Regions from separate parts of the Sus scrofa genome. Here all the other regions are linked to region 1. A link is a contact called in public Hi-C and HiChIP or PLAC-seq data. All regions are on one chromosome and are shown on one strand. The core of a region is the stretch at or near the end of the contact, and the rest is flanking DNA. Distances in the headings are between cores, read along the strand shown.

Region 1 (4,196 bases), core at 219-2,718:
AATTGTTCCTATGAAAACAGTCACATGCTTTCAAAAGACGTAATACAAAGGAGCGTACATTTTAAAAAACTTGAGAGTAGGCAAGACAACTGTAAAAGAATGGAAGGGGCAGGGGACTTAAAAATCTCAAGAGGTATTCCATTCAGATTTAAATGTTTTTAAATTTGTGTTTAAATTTCCACTTCACTATAAAGAAACGAAACCTGGAAATCACAGATGAGAGGCAGTGGCTCCTGTCTCAGACTGCACATTAGAATTACCTGGAAAACTGAAACCAGAGCATTCACCTCCTCACTCCGACTTAATTAGCCTGGACTAGGGCCCAGGCATAAGTAGTTTTAAAAAGTTCTCAGGGTGCAGTCAGATTTGAGATTTGCTTATGTAGTTTATACTACAAAGGCAACTGGGACTGCCAGTCAGCAGAATGTACACAAAGAAAACGCCTGGACACTAACCCAAGAGATTGGTGAAATGAATGTACTTTTAATGACAATGCTTAAGATGTGTATGCATCATTTAAAAATTCCCAGCTGGCTTTTTTGTTTTCAATTACTGCCACCTACCTATCTTAACCATAAAAAGCGCTTCAAAGGTATGGTGAGAAGGGGGGTCATATGATAAAAGATCTCATCTGGGCCCACATTACCAAATAGGTCTCAGCTTGAGTCTTTCGGTTCAGAAGTCTCAGATTAGGACGCAACACCAGGAACCTCTGAAGACTCAGGTTCTCACTTTACTGGTTTGATTTTCTGAGTATGGCTGGGTAAAGGGGTCAGAAGGAGTAGTTTCTCTTAAACCTTTCATTCCCAAAGGCCACTGCTCCCCAGGAATAAGGCCAGGTTTCTGTGCGTGTGTTGAGGTCGCCAGGAGGTAGTCGTGGAGGGGAGGAGGGGAGGCCTTGGGAAGGAAACGTTTCTCCTATCCTCCATTTCACAGGCAGTCTAGAAGGCTCCGAACTGGGTCAGAGAACAAAAAGTTGCTGCACTTGGGGCGATGAGCCCCAGAGAGCAGGCGAATCTTTATCCTCCCCTTTCCGAGGGCGTCCCAACCCTGCTTTCCCCTCCTCCCTACACACCCACTCACCCTCCCCCAGTTACAACAGGGAACCGAAAAGTCCAGAGGAGAAAGGAGAGAGAACCGGGCAACTTCGAACCCAGAATTCTCCTCCCCCTAGCGCGGGGATGGAACTCCAGAGGTCGGAGATCGTACACGGGCTGGGAGGGGAAGTCGAAAGGGCTGGGGATCACTCACCGCTGTCCGGCCCGGGCGGCGGCTCCCAGCCTCGCACCATGGGCCGGGGGGAAAGGGGGAGAAAGGGCAGGGGGCCTCCGGGGTGAGAATAGGGTTGCTGCCCGGTGCGGCCTGCTCCGAGCCCACCCGCGCCGAGGGCCAGGACCGGGACTTGCCCCCCTCCCGCCCCCGAGAGCGCGCCGGTCAAGCCCAGCCCAGCTCCAGCGAGTTGGAGGCGGGGCGGATGGGTGGGGCGGGCCCCAGGGGCGGTGCCAAGGTGGCCAGAGTCCTGATTGGTGGGTTTAAGGAGGCGGGCCCCGGCGGAAGGGGCTGAGCCGGCCATTGGCAGCGTGGGTCTCTGTTGAAGTCCGCTATTGGCTGCGTTGTGCCTCAGCCGGGGTGACTATTGGGTGCGTGGGACAGGGAAGATGTCCCCCCGCCGCTAGGGTGCCGTGAATGGTACTCCGCCCCGCGCTCCCCCGCCCCCCCCACCTTGTGGGCACCGGATCTTCGGAGTCCACAGGGCCCTGTTCCTGCTGGAATTCCCCAAGGAATTCACAGCAGTTTGTTGAACTGTCCAGACCGCCTACAAACTACTCCTTATTTGTTTCCTCCGGAAGGAAGACTTTTTCTGTATTCCTTTCCCAGCTCACACAAGGAGGCGCGCGTTCCCAGCTGCCGTCGGCGGCGTCACTGTAAACGCGTAGAGCAACCGGGAACTTGTATAGAATGTCTTGGCCACCCCGAAAGACAAGGATCCTAGCAGCCTGGCACCTTGGGCCGCTTCCCGGGTCCAGTTGTCACCAGACGGATGTTCTCAAAGAGGAAGTGCTGGAGGGGTCACCTTGTTTAGGACACTCCACACCTCCCCAGGCCCCCCTTTCTGCCATAGTAAAGAGGACCTGGAGCTGTAACTCATATTTGGGACCGTGGGTTTTGCTGTCAAGAAAGGGTTTACACTAAAACAGTATTCCACACCACAATTCTGGGCCGTAAATTTGTATAGTCAGGATTCTCAGTCTTCTGACTAAAACTTGGGAACAGTACTTTTTTTTCCTTCTTTCTTATTGTAGTCAATTTACAATGTTCTGTCAATTTCTGCTGTACAGCAAAGTGACCCAGTTATACATATATGGGAACAGTACTTTCAGAAGTGACTCTTCTGTATTCCACAGACTTCACCCCTTCTCGTGTACCCCCTAAAATTCAGCCATCATAACTGCTACTTCTGATTCTTCACCACTCCACACTAAGGTCTAGAGCTTTTTTAGGATTGCAAAGCATCAGAAATATATCTGTGCTTCAGCTCAGAACCCTATTTTCTTTTGTGTGCCTTGCGTTTGCCCATTCCTCTCCTCTCTCCCTCAGCACATTTAGTAACAGTCTCAGCTCCTAAAAGCTGTGTCCTTTAAGCTAGTATCCCACAAAAACATCATAGGAGTAAGCAACAGAAACAATATTCTCAGTTTTAGAATTAGAAACTTTTAATCTCTTAGGATTAAGCCAGGGCTGTGGCATATACAGATCTTCTCTTAAATCATGACTTATTACAATATCCCAATGGTTTGTATGTAACGAAAGAAGGGAAAAGTGAAATATTTCAGGCAGTGGCTGCTCGCAATTGTCAGTTCATTCTCTTATAATCCAAACAATGAGCTTGTTTGTCTGGAAAGCCGGGCAAGCACTATAAGAATTTAGTGGTTGCCCCTGAAGGTTTCAATCAGTCACTCTGGACATCACTGATCATGGGCTGCGAATTACGAAGGGTAGACAACTCAGCCACCTTTCTTGTCTCAGAAGGATACTCATTCCCAAGTTAGGAGTAGGGAACAGAACTGAAGACAGATTTAGGAGAAGAATCCAAGGAAAGGAGAAGAAAGACCTCTGGCAGTTCTGGAGAGCAGGCTAAAGCCTCCCTCTTTTGTGTGGGTTTCATCCTAACACTTTAGAAGATGGAGTAGATTGGGATGGGGGAGGGGAAGAGAGGAAGCGGTCCAGACTGACATTATCAGAGAAGGGAGGGTCCCACCTTTTGCAAGACAATAATCTTCCCAGCTCTTCTAAGGACTAGGGCTGCAGAATTTGGATTTACCAGGTCATCCTCAACCTTTGGTGAAAACACCCTCTCCCATTTGCAGGGTTCAGTAAGATTTGCAGGGCTGATCAAACACATAATTTACCCAATAGCTGAGAAAGCTAGAGGAACTTAAGGCCTCTCCCTTGCACTCTTCCAAAGCACTGAAAGAGTCCTAATAATGTGTTAATATAGTCATAGGTTTTTGTAGAATTTGAGAAAAAATAATTTAAACCGCAGTTGGTCAATATTGATGTCTCTTTCCTTTCTGACTTCCCCTCCATCATACTTCTCCTTTTATACAGTGGCAGTGGAGAAGCCATGGGCATTTTGGGATTGACTAACAGTGTTGAGTTGGGGATGTATTTAGTTTGGGTTTAGGAGGTATGCATCTGTGGTTTGCAGTTACTTCTGTGAATAGTTAAATATTAAGTGTAGTGTTATGGGCTGAACTGTGTCCCCTTGAAATTCTTATGTTAAAGTTGTAACTCCCAGTACCTTGGAATGTAACTGTATTTAGAGATAAGGTCTATAAGGTAATTAAAATGAGGTCTTTAGGAGTTCCCGTCGTGGCGCAGTGGTTAACGAATCCGACTAGGAACCATGAGGTTGCCGGTTTGGTCCCTGCCCTTGCTCAGTGGGTTAACGATCCGGCGTTGCCGTGAGCTGTGGTGTAGGTTGCAGACGCGGCTCGGATCCTGAGTTGCTGTGGCTCTTGTGTAGGCCGGTGGCTATGGCTCCGATTGGACCCCTAGCCTGGGAACCTCCATATGCCGCAGGAGTGGCCCAAGAAATAGCAAATAGACAAAAAAAATAAATAAATAAAAAATAAAATGAGGTCTTTAAGGGTGAGTCCTAATTCAATGACTGCTGTCCTTATAATAAGAAATTT
Region 2 (4,286 bases), core at 632-3,131, 180 kb after region 1:
TATGGTGCAGATTAATCAGATGTTACCCTTTGTCTTGCTTCGCCGCCTTCTTAACTTTGTCTGCAGACCACTCATTGTGTGACCAGTATGGCCGCCCAGCTAACTCAGCGGTGTTTGTGGGTTGTAAAGTTATCCAGTTTCTAGGATGGCTAATTACCTTCTTACCGAGATATTGTTATGGATTAATAGTGTCCTGGTAACTCCCTGGATAATAGTGCTAAGTCTTGGCCTTGTGTATGGCCTAGGAGTTGTCCACGAGATGGACAGTGCGGCCTCTTTCCTTAGCTCTCTGTTGGGAGGAGGCCTTTCTTAGCTTAAATGGCAGTCTCAGAATGACTAGCTCCCATTTCCCTAGCATGCGTGAGTCAAGGCTGACTCCTGGAGTCAGGCAGAGTTTGCCTGTGAGGCAGAGCCCTAGAAAGAGCCTCAGTGCAAAACGCCCCATCCTTCAGTGTGTTATCTGAGCCTTGGAGGTGCCTAAGGAAACCTGTCTGTCTTCTGCCTGCCTCTCCTCCTTCCTAAGGTGTGTATATTGGTGGAGGCAGGTGAGCCAGTGGCCTCTTGTTTCCTCAGCTGATTTTCCTGCCGCCCTTTTCAGAGACCTCTAATTCTATTCTTGGGACTCTAGTTAGGGTTGTGGACTCATGTAACACAGATGATGAAATCTTTAAGATCCCTCTCCTAAAAGCATGGCTCATAAGTATTTGTTGCAGTTTTCAGCTTTAGTACCTTCTGCCAGACTCATAAATTAAGTTTTAACTGTTTCTTCTTTAGGTGCTTATGGTACTGTGGCTAAAATTGGATTGGCTAAAATTTTTGTTTCCTTCCACTCAGATGCTGTAGAGGGAAGTGGTTTGTCTAAAACCATACAAATAATTCATTAGCAGAGCTGGCATAGATTCTGCATCCTCTCAGACATCTAGGTCTGACTTTGTTGACTACCTCTTGAAAACTAGTGTTCCCATTTCACCCCCAGAGTCACTGACAGCCTTGAAGCCAGCAGCACAGTCAGGTTTAATGTCTACGCCAGCCTGGACAGGCCTGCTGAGGGAGGGCTTCAGCCGTGAAAGAGCTGGGGTGTGCAGGCCGAGAGGGTCCCCGGCTCCCTGGGAAGGGCCAGCACCCCCCTCAGGTTACACAGCCCTGCCTAGTGGAGGCGCCTCAATGGTGCTAAGATAGGGAGTCTCCGAAGTCCTGGCTTCAGTTTTCCATCCCAGATTTAATTTGACCTCACTGCTCATATACTCCTTCCACTAAGCCTTCTCCCTCTTAAAAATATCTCAGGGCTGAATAGCACATGGTGGTGGATACAGGGGACTCTAAGCACTGCTGCTCATTTGCAGCTAACTCTTGGGTCTGGGACCACTGAAATAACAAAAGGCTCTATGGACCACCCACTTCCTCCTGCTAATGCTGATAACCTTAAATCTTAGAGAATTTCTACTGTAAAGCCATCATTGTGCCTCTATTAATAAATGTTCCTGTAATTTTTATTGTTAATCAAAGCCTAGACTAGAAAATAAGCTCAGAAAGCATTCATGTATTTCTGACTGAGCCTATAGCAACTTACTCTGAGCAGTGCTTTGTCTCATCTGCCAGCCTTGGGTTTAGCCCCCTGGGTGACCTCTGGAGAATAAAAAGCCCTTGAGTGTCTACTTCCTCTCTCCCAATTTCGATTCACTCACTGCTAGCTCTTGCAGGAAGCCCTAGGTGGTAAAGAGATCAAATCAGAATTCCCAGCCAGGAAAACCCTGTCTCTTAGCTACAGTGACCCTTATCTGCCATTGCATTCAGTTCTGTGGCGGTTAACACCAGAGAAGCTTCATCTGGCTTCACACCCTCCTTCTCACTTTCTTTCAGTCAAGTCTTATGTAATCTGTCACTGATGGCAGACTTCCTTCTTACCCTTTTATTCCCTCCCAAGGCTTTAAGCTCCAGAGCTTCCTAGATGCCTCCCACCAAAAGGACGCTTTCTGAAACACAGCCTTTCCTCTCTTTCTCATCCCTCAAATCCTCAAATCCATCCCCTAATGGATGTATTTCCCTCAGTGTCAAGTGACACTCTTAAAGAGCCAGCTGGGTGCTGCTAAAAATCCCATTCCTCACCCATCTCCCTGCTGGAGCTCCTGGAATTGGATTCTGCAGCTTCCTGTCATCCTAGCCTCCTTTTCTGTTCATTTGAAAGCTTTGCTCCATTGCTCTTGATAAATTCCTGGTTTGGCAGAAGTATCCAGAATTTTGGAAGATCTGTAGGACGAGTCCTCTGGCCCCCCAGTTGACCCTCAGAGGGATCTGCTCTTGCCCCCTCCCTGCTGTGCTGACGACTCCCCCCCCCCCAACCGCCTGGCCTGGGCTAGGCGGAATCAAATGTGAAAGTCCTCTGCACAGACACTCCAGCCAGCCCTCTTTATCCTTCTTGGCAAACAAAGCATGGCTCTGCCCCTGACTTCCTCCTCTTCCTTCTCCAATATTTATTTCTTCTCCTTTGCTTTCTCCCACTTCTCCCTTCCCTCCACGAGTACCCTTCATTCCTCTTCCTTTAAATCTCCGTCTCCACCTGCTCACTGTTGCCCATCTGCACCCCCTCCCTCCACCCCCCCATCTTTCATTTTCCATTGCTGTCTTCCTCATCGCCTGCACATGCTGAAGAAGCAGCGTGGTGTGGGAGGAGTGGCTGCAGATGGGTCACTGATTGTCAGAGTGGGCAATCCCTTTTTCTCCAGAGGGTCAGTGGCTGTCTTCCCATCTTGTCCTCAGTGGTCTTTAGGAGCCAGGGAACCCCAAGACGCTGACTCTCTTTTGGGATGAACAAGCTCTTTCCTCGTTGCTTCTTCCTGTTATTTGGCTCCGACACCCCCTTCCTTAGCTCTTCCCCAGCGTGGTCTCTCCTTGTTTCTCCCACTCTTTCCTTCGTTTTCTCCCTCTTTCTGTCTCTCCCCAGCACAAAGCGGCAGCGGGACTGAATGAGTCTGTCTAGAGGCTCTGCCAGGCTGTGCCCCTCACTTTTGCCCCTCCCCCGTCGCCGTGCGTGCCGTTGAGGGGGGGAGGGCGGTGGCATGGTGCCAACCAACCCAGAACCATCTGCGGTGCCTTCTGCACTGAGGCGGGCTCTGTTTCGCCTACCCGCCTCCTCTCCCACTCTTCCTCTCCCATTTTTAATTAGCTGCTGAATTAATTAAATCCCACGTGCTAATTAACATTCCTACAGGGAAGAATGCTAGGTCAGAAAAGTAGGAGGTAGTAAAGCCAGGCGTCTGTCCATTTAGGTTAGGAGACTGAGGGATGGGAAGGGGGCTGAAGGGCTGAAGAGGAAAGAACAGTGGAAAGAAACCTGAGGGAGGTGTGAAGAAACAGAGAAGGGAAATCATGGTGAGTGGAACCTATTGAAAAGGAAAATAATTAGAATTAGTAACAGTGGAGGAATGAAAGTGTCTTGAAGCCTCTGAAGGTTAGAGGTAGAGCTGTGGGTCTCAAACATTAGCATGCAAGAATAACCTGAGAAATAATGATATAGAGGATGTTCATTTGCTGCCTTGAACATCTTCTAAGAAATAAATCTCAATTTTAATAGGAGTGCTTTGGGTTAGAAATGAAGGAGAACTTCCCCCTTACGTGCTCTACCAAAGGAACTCTTTGGAAGATAAAGTCTTAAAGTTTGCCCAAAGCCAGGTGAACTTTGAAAGTTGTTCTAGAAAGACAGATACTAATCCTTAAATGTGTCTGTGTCGTGGAGAACAAGAAAATCCAGGATGGAGAATTCAAGACATATTCTCAGTTCCCTTTCCTCATTGCATTCAGGCTGAACTTTGAGTTTGGTCTCTGTGGTCTTGTCAACATTTTAGGGATGAGCCATCCCTTCAAATCAGATAATTGCTTCCCTGGGAGGTTTAAGGCACTGGTTCCTAGTTGGGACTTCAAAAAGACGACTGTCTATTGGCTAGCATGGCTTCTGTCCTTGACCAAGGGCTGGAGAGGCAGGATAACAGCTGGAGATACATATGGAGCAGAAGAAGGGAGATTGGGGTGTCAATGCCGAGGGTAAGCTAGGCACTGAGGCTTCTGTCAAGGTCACTACTGTGATCCAACCTGAAGAAAAGAGGGACAGCTTGCTTGCATTGCTTTTCTCATCTGAAAAGTAAAGGAAACTATATTCAGTTCAGTTCTAGACTTCCCCGCCTCGTCTAGCCCCTCACCAGAGAACTGAAGTCTGGGAGGAGTCCATTGAGTTAGCAGAGTCCCCTGATGGCAGCTACCTCAGTGTATCCTAACGTTTTCAGTCTGAAATA
Region 3 (4,786 bases), core at 1,270-3,769, 230 kb after region 1:
TCCTTGGGGGACACAGCTGCTCCATCCCTCCACTCTTCTAGGCCCCTGACCAGTAACTACCACAGTCATCAGTCATGACTGATAAGCAAACTCCAAAGCAACCTGCAAAGGCCAGAAATATTCGTTCAGACCTTGAAGGAAAGGGCATGGAGTCCTAGATGGGTAGAACAGTTGGGCAGCCAAGGTGTGACACATAGTGACAGAGACACAAGGGGAAAGGATCACCTGGATAGGAAGTCACATCCAAAGACAGTGACACACGGACAGATGGGGAAAATGAATGAGGTGAAGAATGGCAAAATCCAGAAGTAGGGACACAGGGACAGAGGTCAGCAGGGCAACAGGCGAAGCAAGATGCGTGGTCCAGTGTTCAATGACAGGGCTATTCAGAGAGAGGGGCAGACAAGAGCGGATGGAGAGTTGGGGAGCCAGGAGAGACACACTTCACCTTGAATAGAAGTAGAGCAGTGGCCTCCCCTCACCTACTACTTGAACCTTTCGAAAAAAACAAAACAAAACAAAACAAAACAAAAAACAAGCAAACAACAACAACAAAACCAACACCCCAACAAAAAACTCAACTTCAGGCAAAACCTAAGATCGAAGGTTAAGGGTATCCACGTCCCCTCCCATCCTTCCACCCCCACAGCGCGCTTTGCCCATCCATCAGCCCGCCCGCTAGCCGCGGTTCCTCCCCCATCCTGCGGCCGGCGGGGGGCCGCCGAGACCCAGGCCCCTCAAGGCTGACAGCTCCAAGCCCCCCTCACTCACCCGGCCTCCCCTTCCCTCCGGGACCCCAGCTCCCCGCACGGCTCGGCGCAGTCCGTCTAGGCTCGCGTTACTCTCAGTCTATTTGGCTGGCTCCTGGTCCAGCCTCGATGCCTTTCCCTTCCCAGTCTCTGCCTCCTCCCCGGCATCTCTCTCTTGCCCCCATTCCCGCCCGCAGGCCTTCTCCTTCCCTCCCACACCCCGGTCCCTCCTGCTCAGGCTCTCAGTCTGTCCGTCTGTCTGGGTCCCCTCCCCCAGCCCCTTCCCGTCCCTCTCCGTGCCCTCCAGCGGCAGTCTCCGAGCGCCTCCTCTCCCCTCCGTCTCAAGCTTCCAAAGAGCAAGGAAGAGAAGAAGAGAGAGAGGGAGAGGAGAAAAAAAAACCAACCCAGCAGCATCGGAAATCGATGCACTTACACCTCAGCTGGAAGCAGGGACGGGAGTCGAACCGCGGCCGCCGAGCAGCGCGAGGCGGGGAGGGGAGGGGGTGGCTCTTGGAAGGGACTTCTCCGATGTGTTGATTCCTTTTTTTCCCCTCCTCCTCCCTCCCTCCAGCGCTCACTCCGGGGCGTCGGGGACGGAGAAGGAAAAAAATAAATAAATAAATTCACGGCGGTGAGGGAAGTGAAGGAAAATAATCAATGCTATTTGGCTGCGGCTGAAGTGTTTTCCCGGCTTCGTGAGGGGGTTTCCATTGATTCACCCTGGGCACTCGCTCGCTCCCTGCCTCCTCCTCCTCCTTTTCCTCCTCCTCCTCGCCCTCCTCCTCCTCCTCCTCGCCCTCACTCCTCCGCCTCATTCACTGGCTGGAGACGAGGCGTCCCACACAATGGAATAATCAATACCCAGGCGCCCGGGGCGGCCCCACTGAGCAGGTGCAGCGGCCCACCCGCCGCGGTGTATGCCGGGAGTTGTAGTCACTTGGCTCCTGCCCGCCCACCGCCCTAGAGCGTGGTGTCCGCATGCCTTCGTGGACCGTGTGAGGGACCTGAGGCCTGAAGTAAGGTAGGCCAGCAGTCCTGGCCACCTGCTCGACTCTGTCAGTGCTTGGAGGAGATTGAAGCTCCTAGGGACTCAGAATAATTGCTATGGAGGATAAGATTCTAGCACCTAACAGGAAGGAAGGGGAACTAACAAGGCAAAAAAAGAGTGGGAAAAATAGAGAGAGGCCTCTGATGGCTCTGGGAAGCTGGTAGAAGCCAAGTCTCGTTATGGAACTGATTTAAAGCAAAATAACAAAACACATGACTGCTGTAGGCAAAAGGAGGAGAAGATGGGAAAGTGTTAAAGGATCCTGCCCTTCTTGGTGGCACTGGCTTGGAGCTGGCACCATAGTACCCAGAGTTGGGGGAGAGGGAGGGGAGGTTCTGGCTCCCCATTCTCATCTTATCACCTCATAAGCTTTCCTGTATTCTAATAATGATAACTGCTAAAATGTATTGAGTGCATAAGCACAGTTCCAGGCACTTTTGCATATATAAACTTACTTAATCTACTTCTACAGTTGATGAAACCAGGACACAAACAAGCTAACTAATTGCCCCAAGGTCACAAAGCCAATAAGTGAACATCATTCATGCCAGATTTCAAAAAAAAAATTTTTTTTGGCTGTGTCTGTGGCATGTGGCTGCTAGATTCTGGGATCAAGCCTGTACCACAGTAGTGACCCAAGCTGCAGCAGTGCGGCAGTGACAATGCCCAGTCTGTAACTGCTAGGCCACCAGGGAATTCCCAGGATTCAAAAATATTTTTCTTTCTTTTTTGGGACCACACCTATGGCATATGGAGGTTCCCAGGTTAGGGGTGGAATTGGAGCTGCAGCTGCCAGCCTGTGCCACAGCAACACCAGATCCGAGGCTTGTCCTTGAACTACACTGTAGCTCGCGGCAGTGCTGGATCCTTAACCCCCTGAGTGAGGCCAGGGGTAGAACCGGCATCCTCATGGATACTAGTCCGGCTCTTAACCTGCTGAGCCACTCTTAATGGTTTCATTCCAGAGCCCACACTGGCTGCTATAGCCTAATTCCCTTAAAAGAAAAATATCTTGGGGAGTTCACAGGAAAAAAGGAGAAAGAAACTAACATTTTGAATCTCTGTGGTGTGACAGTTTGTCCTTGACCCCTCACACTTAACTGTGAAACAGCCCATATTTTACCAAAGAGAAAACAGGTTTAAGGAGGCGAAGTAGCTTGCCCATTGCCCAACACCAATAAAGTGAAGATGGGAGTTGTCAACTCCAGGTCTATCCAGCTTTAGAGTCTGGTCTTTTCTTTTCCTTAAACTTACGCCTCAGCCCCACTGGATTGGACCTTATAACTCTGGGCGGGGGGGGGGGGGGGAGAGATTACGTCTTCCCCTGAGCAACAAAACCGAAAAGCAAAGTACAGATGACAAGCAGACCAGCAAAAGGAATTAGGGGCTGAGGTTGCTCCCCTCCCTGCCCATTGGTGCCCATCATAGGGTGGGGTGTGGGGGGGTATGCATCCAAGACACTCTAAGTTGAAGATGCCATGTCTATAAACTGGTGTCCTCCCCACAGTACCTCCCACAGGTCACATGTTTCTAGAAACATACTGGGGAGGGCAGGTGCCCACCCTAGCACTTCTCACTCATCATAAGAGGGAGCCCAGGAGTTGACAAGAGCTGCTGCTGTTCCTCCTCAAACTACCTTACCCAAGAGTCAGACATACAGTTGATGCTTCCAGGTAACCATAGTCCCAGTAAGGAGTAAGGAGAAGGAGTCTTTTCTATTTTTTGGAACCGGTGGGGGGCGGTGGTAAGCAGCTTGATATGGGAGTAAGCAGCCTGGTCCTCCCAAACCAGGAATTGAAACCAGGCTGCAGTGGTGAAAGCCCCAAATCCTAATCACTAGACCACCAGGGAACTCCTTAGCCTTCTCTATTTTGTCTCCCAAAGCAGTCGAAGGGCCATTTTCAGGTCTTCCAGTGTTTTTATTTTCTAAATTTACTTCTCTCTGCCCCATGATATGTGTAAATTCCCAGGCCAGAGATCAAACTACTCCACAGCAGCAACCTTAGCTGCTGCAGTGACTACGACAGATCCTTAACCTGTGTTTTAAGTGAACATGAATATTTCTATTCCTGACAAAGCCTGCTCAGTAGCAACTGGAAACTCAATGACAAACTCCTCAGTTGGGCACTCAAGGCCTTTTCCAACCCGCTCCTTCATTTCTTTCCTTTACCCAATGGCCAGATGCTCTCCAGCTTCTGGGCTATTGCTTACACTGTTCCTAGCTCCATCTAGGTCTCCAACCGTTGAAATCCCATCATGAGTTTAGTTTTCATCCAATAATATCTCTTCCTCCTCCTATGAAGTCTCCCACCCACCCTTATCCTGAACATTCATGGGGATGTATTATTTCCCCTTTAAAACTCCAGAGTGGCTAAACTGGTCTCAGTTATCTTCCCCTCACACCCAGCTCATTGCCATTGGCCTGCACTTAGTAGGCCATGGTAATAGTCAATAAAATACCTGCTGACAGAGAGTGAGTGGCTTCTATTCCAGCCCCATCTGCCTACAGAGTGAGGGGTTTGGACACAGGACTGGGGCCTCAGCTCCTTTCGCACCCGTCTCTCCCCACCAGCCCCAGCTCAACTTTACGTAGAGTCTGGCTGGCTTTAATCGCAGCTTTCCTGTCACTATAGCGACGGGTGGGGCAAGAAAGCAAAGTCTCGCTATGGAACTACATCTCCCATCATGCACCTGAACCCCAAGGTGCTGGGCTCAGCCTGCGGCCTGAGACCCATATGTTACCCCTTCTCCCCACATCCCCGCCCCGGGAGCCCCGAGGGCTCTGGGATGAGGAGCAGAGCGCGGGAGTACCACCTCGCTCCTTGCTCACCGCGGAGGTTGCGGCCCCTCGTAACCTAGCGGGTATCTCGGGCCCTGGCCTGCCTTCGGCACCGCCACATCGGGCCTAACATGGCCGCTTATACCGGGACCTCCCCCGTGTGCAGAGCGCCGGCCGAGGTCCTGGGCCAGGATCTGCTCCCGGCATTCC

What was found. Hi-C and Micro-C count contacts between places; a contact is called where the count stands out from the background. HiChIP or PLAC-seq counts read pairs in DNA pulled down with a chosen protein or histone mark.
Region 2: a contact with region 1 is called in an H3K27ac HiChIP or PLAC-seq map of alveolar macrophages. The contact joins the enhancer-like site here to the promoter of HOMEZ in region 1. A contact is called at or near these places in 2 of 5 promoter capture datasets (liver and skeletal muscle), 3 of 47 Hi-C or Micro-C datasets (blood, embryonic fibroblasts and skeletal muscle) and 2 of 2 datasets of contacts at active chromatin or transcription factors (alveolar macrophages and skeletal muscle).
Region 3: a Hi-C map of alveolar macrophages shows a contact between it and region 1, with 3 times the contacts expected there. The contact joins the promoter of ZFHX2 here to the promoter of HOMEZ in region 1. A contact is called at or near these places in 1 of 5 promoter capture datasets (liver), 1 of 47 Hi-C or Micro-C datasets (alveolar macrophages) and 1 of 2 datasets of contacts at active chromatin or transcription factors (alveolar macrophages).

The regions. Positions count from the first base shown.
Region 1 is chr7:75,786,456-75,790,651 of Sscrofa11.1, reverse strand. It overlaps HOMEZ (homeobox and leucine zipper protein Homez), which reads right to left and starts at 1,468. Exons shown (of 2, transcript XM_003482254.4): 1 at 1,252-1,468. The coding sequence starts at 1,291.
Region 2 is chr7:75,610,591-75,614,876 of Sscrofa11.1, reverse strand. No RefSeq gene overlaps it. Among named protein-coding and RNA genes, the nearest start is that of NGDN, 17 kb to the left of the region's middle. Within about 2 kb of position 1,881, at least 11 of the 83 cell types and tissues checked have an H3K27ac peak or open chromatin away from gene starts, as enhancers often do. A contact at or near this core is called in alveolar macrophages, where this site is marked.
Region 3 is chr7:75,552,609-75,557,394 of Sscrofa11.1, reverse strand. It overlaps ZFHX2 (zinc finger homeobox protein 2), which reads right to left and starts at 2,519. Exons shown (of 11, transcript XM_021099229.1): 1 at 1,183-2,519. THTPA (thiamine-triphosphatase) reads left to right here and starts at 3,674. Exons shown (of 3, transcript XM_001928723.7): 1 at 3,674-4,786.